Regions from separate parts of the Sus scrofa genome. Here region 1 is linked to region 2. The links are chromatin contacts, called in public Hi-C maps. All regions are on one chromosome and are shown on one strand. Each heading gives the region's core, a stretch centred on a gene start, on an enhancer-like site or on the middle of the called end of the contact. The rest is flanking DNA. Distances are from core to core; before and after follow the strand shown. Region 1 has its middle 17 kb from the start of PDE8A. Region 2 has its middle 19 kb from the start of RPS17.

The links. A called contact is a pair of places that touch in the nucleus more often than the background predicts.
Region 1: a Hi-C map of retroperitoneal adipose tissue shows a contact between it and region 2, with 1.6 times the contacts expected there. The contact joins two enhancer-like sites. A contact is called at or near these places in 10 of 47 Hi-C or Micro-C datasets (blood, embryonic fibroblasts, fetal heart ventricle and 5 more).

What each region holds. Positions count from the first base shown.
Region 1 is chr7:52,573,931-52,576,630 of Sscrofa11.1, forward strand. No RefSeq gene overlaps it. Among named protein-coding and RNA genes, the nearest start is that of PDE8A, 17 kb to the left of the region's middle. Within about 2 kb of position 1,326, at least 15 of the 83 cell types and tissues checked have an H3K27ac peak or open chromatin away from gene starts, as enhancers often do. A contact at or near this core is called in retroperitoneal adipose tissue, where this site is marked.
Region 2 is chr7:52,403,514-52,406,213 of Sscrofa11.1, forward strand. No RefSeq gene overlaps it. Among named protein-coding and RNA genes, the nearest start is that of RPS17, 19 kb to the left of the region's middle. Within about 2 kb of position 1,373, at least 7 of the 83 cell types and tissues checked have an H3K27ac peak or open chromatin away from gene starts, as enhancers often do. A contact at or near this core is called in retroperitoneal adipose tissue, where this site is marked.

The sequences.
Region 1 (2,700 bases), core at 76-2,575, 170 kb after region 2:
TCCCTGGCCTTGCTCAGTGGGTTAAGGATCCGGTGTTGCCATGAACTGTGGTGTAGGTTGCAGACATGGCTTGGATCCTGTGTGGCTGTGGTATAGGCCAGCAGCTGTAGCTCCAATTGGCCCCTTAGCCTGGGAACCTCCATGTGTTGTGGGCATGGCCTAAAACAAACAAAAAAAGAAACCCCCTATTCTAGGCCACTTGCCCTTGGTCTCTTGTTCCCCAGTTCTTCCTCCACTATGGGGCTCAGCTAAGTACCTTCCAAACCCTCCACCTCCTGGTAGGGCCAGAGGGAATCCTTACTCTCTGGTTCACTAAACCTGTGCCTGCACATAACCCTGCCTGTGCCATCACTCCCCAGCTGACAAGGCACCCTCAGCCTTATCCACAAACACAGACAGTTCCTGGGTGTCACAGGTGCACCTGCAGGCAGTACTTCCAGGAACAGCGATGCTTTGTTAGAAACAAGGCCACCTAGGGCATGATGCAACACCCCCTGGGGGGGGGTTCCCCTCCAAAGTGGCCCCAGGAGAGGCCCCGGCAGAGGCTAGTCCCTACAGGGCTGCTGCCGGAGACACCCACACTGTCTGGGGCCAGGTCTCTCCTGGGGATTTAGGCTTATGCAATTTTTCCTCGAGTTTCATTTCCTTTTTCTTTTTGCTCTCTATGTTCATTATTATGTCTGTGTCTAAATGAATATTGTGCAGCTCCTATGTCAGTGAACAAGAAGTAGCTAGGGAGTTCCCACTGTGGCTCAGTGGAAAAGAACCCAACTCGAACCCATGAGGATGAGGGTTTGATCCTTGGCCTTGCTCAGTGGGTTAAGGATCTGGCGTTGTCTTGAGCCACAATGTAGGTCGCAGATTTGGCTCGGATCCCATGTTGCTGTGGCTGTGGTGCAGGCCAGCAGCTATAGCTCCGATGTGACCCCTACCTGGGAACTTTCATATGCCGCGAGTACAGCCCTAAAAAGCAAAAAAAAAAAAAAAAAAAAAAAAAAGAGAGAGAAGTAGTTAATAGTCCCCTCCCAGAAGGGGGAGGATCAGAGCAGGACAGTGGGTTAGGCTGTCACCATTCATTTGAGAACCAGTGACTTTGAAACTGCTTTTAGGAAGGGGAACCATTTTGTCATAGGAAATGAGAACAGGAAGCACTGAAGCCTTTGGTGAGATGGGAGCAGAAAATTCAGCTTAACGTCAGCCCCTCCCTGCCAGGAACATCCCCCCGCCCCGCCGTCCCCTGCCTCCAGCTCTGTGGAGAACAGCGAGCAGTTTCAGGCCGGCCCCCTCCCCCACTTCAGGAAGCCTAACAAACCAGCATCTGTCAGGGCTTTAGTCCTATTTCTGTACCTTTAGGATTAGCTGCAGGAGGTGCCGCTGTGTGTGCCAGAAGACCTTAAATAACAGAAGCGTAAACAACCTAGATGTCTCTTTTTCTTGCAGGTAAACAAAGCCCAGAGGGAGTAATCAGAGATGCAGGCTCAGATGATCCAGGCACTGGACCATCTGAGCGGCCTGAACTCACTGTAAGCACCACTCCAGCAGCGTAGCCTTGCGCCACCCCCAGCCCCAGGTTCCACCGCGTGGTTCCAAGCCTGCTTCTCTCACATCTGCATTCTAGCTGGAAGGAAGGAGGGAGGGAGGGGGAATGTGAGGTGACCAACTCTGCTGGCTGGCCCAGGACAGAGGATCACCCGAGATGAGGAGCTTTCTCTGCTAAAGTCAGGAGAGCCTCAGGCAAACAGGGACATGCTGATCACCTAGATGAAGGGTCTGGACCCTCCCTTAAGGACACTTTTTGGAAGTCATATATGTTTCTTTTATCTCATTGGCCAAAACTTAGTCACATGGCCCCATTTAGCTGCAAGGAGGCTGGGAAGTGTTGGTTTATTCTGGGGGCCGTATGTTCAATTAAACACTTCATGTAAGAAAAGAAGAAGGGAGTTCCTGTCGTGGCTGAGTGGTTAATGAGTCCGACTAGGAACCATGAGGTTGCAGGTTGGATCCCTGGCCTTGCTCAGTGGGTTAAGGATCCAGCGTTGCTGTGAGCTGTGGTGCAGGTCGCAGATGCAGCTCGGATCCTGCATTGCTGTGGCTGTGGTGTAGGCTGGCAGCAACAGCTCCAATTAGATCCCTAGCCTTGGAACCCCTATATGCCGCGGGAGTAGCCCTAGAAAAGGCAAAAAGACCAAAAAAAAAAAAAAAAAAAAAAAAAAAAAAAAAAAAAAAGGAAAGAAAGAAAAAGAAAAAGAAAAGTGGGAGGAATAGCCATTGGAGTCAACGCTCGCGGTCCCTACTGGCTTCCCTCCCTCATCCCAGCCACTCCCACCCTCTGAGCATGTCCTGCTGCCGCAGCATCTCACACAGATATGGGCTTTTTGCTTGGCTGTGACCTTTATTTTCCTGCTTGGCTGCAGTTAAAATTTCCCTTCAGCAATGTGGCTTCCACCTGTCCTGGGTATCCCCACACCAGCCAGTCCCAAATCCAGACAGCAGACAGGACTGCTGGAGACAGCGCTTCCTAAACTGCCTCAACCAGACTGCCATGCAGGCTGGGCGCTGGGCTTCCTTGTTATCATGATTTTGCTTTTCAGGGCCTCACTCGAGCCATATGGAGGTTTCCAGGCTAGGGGTCGAATCAGATCTGTAGCCACTGGCCTACGCCACAGCCACAGCAACGCCAGATCCAAGCCACATCTGTGA
Region 2 (2,700 bases), core at 123-2,622:
GGGGAGTTCTCCCTCACCTGCAGGCAGTGGCCTTAAACCAGGTCTGTAGGCAAATCACTAGGTACTTTGTGACAATTTGAGCTGAAACTAATGCATTATGTGAGACTAATCTCTCTTGTCTGGAAGAACACTCATTTTTAATATCTGAAAATCCTCGATAAATTCTTAAACCATTATTACTCATTTTAGGAACACTGCACAGTCCACCCTCTGTGTGTAATTTGCATTCGACTCTCCTTTCTGACTTAGTGACCAGAACCATCCGGCTAAGCCACCCTGACCCTCCCCTTGCCGCCTCCTGCATTGTTCTCCATCTGCAGGGTTGTTTTTGGCCCCTAAGTTAATGCTATTGCTTCCTGACCGTTGAGCGTGTTTCCTCCTTTTCTAAATTAAATAGGACTTATTCCGTGAGATGAAAATGGGACCTTTTAGCTGGGGTTTGTGGCATTGGTGAAACAGAGGTGAGAGAAAATGGGAAGGGTGACTTGTGAAAACACCCCATGTCAGGGCCCTTCATTTTGCAAAGAGCATCTGTGAAGCCACTGTGCTCGGCCCGCAGAGGGCAGAGCAATGAAAGGCAGGTTCTGGGCGGCAGGCCTGTGGGTCCCAGGCGGCAGGGGTCTGGCCCAAGCTGCGAATGCTCCCCAGCAGCTGCCCCAGAGTGACAGGCGAGGGGCTGTGGGCTTTGTCTTGCGCACAGGCCTCGGGGAAGAATCAAGGGTGTTCCTCTTTTTTTTTCCTGTCTTTTTAAGGCCACTCTCACAGCCTGTGGAAGTTCCCAGGCTAGGGATTGAATTAGAGCTACAGCCACCAGCCTACAGTAAGGTGGGATCTGAGCCACATCTGTGACCTACACCACAGTTCACAGCAATGCCGGATCCTTAACTCACTGAGTGAGGCCAGGGATCGAACCCACGTCCTCATGGATACTAGTCAGGTTCATTACCACCGAGCCTCAATGGGAACTCCAACGTTCTCTTAGCTCTGATGCAGGGCCATGTCAGTGGAGTGAAAGGGCCTGTAACTACACAGTGATGGTTCTTAACTTTCTGAAATTTCCTCTTTTTATAGCAGGATGAGACAAATTGTTTAAAGTTTATTCAGCTTCTTCCTGAGCTTATTGTGAGCTGATGGATTTTAATAATTCCTTCCCCCATTGTTTCTGATCCCAGTCCTTAGGGAAAAGGTTTCCTTGTGACTCAGAAGCCAGTTCTTCCACATCCAGTTATTTCTTTGAAGAAAATGGGGGAGCGAAACTGCTTCCTGCTTTTCTTTGACCTTTCTCTCCCCTTTGTGGAAAGGTCCAGCTCGAACAAGGGGGCCGGGCAGAGCTGTGTCTCCTCCCAGGTTGGTATCTTTCGCCTCACAGTGTGGCTCCTTCTGTTCCGGGGACTCACTGGCAGTGCCCACTTGTCGCTGTCCTTTCCAGCTGGGAGGCCAGAGTCCTCAGAGCTTGCTCAGGCAGGAGGTGAAAAACGTGGGACACAGTCATCGCTGGGCTCTTCCAGCCAAGGGAGCCCCTGGGGGCCCCTGCCTTGTCTGGGGCTGCCTGTGGACCTCAGTGGCAGGGGTCATAGCTGGGCCACTCACCTGTCCCCTCCCCGCCTCACCCTCGACTACTTCAAGGCTTGTGTCATGTCCATGGAGCTAAACATGGCACAGGCTTCATCCCGGATCCCTGCTCACCTCCAGCTGGGCCCCCCCGCATGTCCAGGTCTGGACTGGCCGCCTCCCCTTGCGAGTCCGCCCCAGGCCCGCATTTCCTACTTATGGGACACACACCACCTTCTCAGTCCTTCAGATTTCAAACCTTAGGACCTTCTAACTGCAGAAGTAATCAGATATGTTAATGACGTTTGAGAAAACCCAGAAAAGCACAGGGCAGGCAGTGAACCCCCTGTAACCCCAACCTACAGAGGGAACGCCTGTGGACAGCCACGCCCCTGCGTTTCCTTTCAGTCTTTTTCTTCTAATCACAGGCTTCATCTCCCTTCCGTCCACAAAGGGCCTCCCCACATTACTGTTCTTTAGTGGGTTTTCACTTAGTAACACAGCCTCGAAGTTGTCCCAGTTCACTGAATGCTTTTTGTCTTTCTTTTTTTTTTTTTTTTTTTTCTTTCTTGGCTTTTTAGAGCTGCACCCGAGGCATATGGAAGTTCCCAGGCTAGGGTTTGAATCAGAGCTGCAACTGCTGGCCTACACCACAGCCACAGCAACACCGGATCCTTAATTCTCTGAGCGAGGCCAGGGATCGAACCCATGTCCTCATGGATACTCATTGGGTTCATTAACCACTGAGCCACAGCTCCCACTGAATGCTTTTCTAAATCATTATTTTTAGTGGCTGCAAAGAATTCCTGTTTGGACTCATCCCAAAGTTGTCTTCTTGACAGTCACCTGGAGCTGGGCACTTCGGTTGTTTCCAGTTTCTCAAACCGATATGCAGCTGTGATGAGCACCCCTGAGGCTTGTGTCGTCCCCAGCTTGACTGTCCCTTGCGTTAGTGCTCTGATCCAACTACACATCCCTCTTGGTCGCCTCCCGGGCCTGGGCCAGGGCAGGTGGTCTCTTAAACATGGGTGGGGGAGATTTTAAGTAAACTCTGGATTTTATGTCATGCCTTTTCCACCATGAGATGATAAAGATCTTTTCTTCATGGTTTTTTCCTAATTTTTAAATTTTCACATCTAAAACATTGGC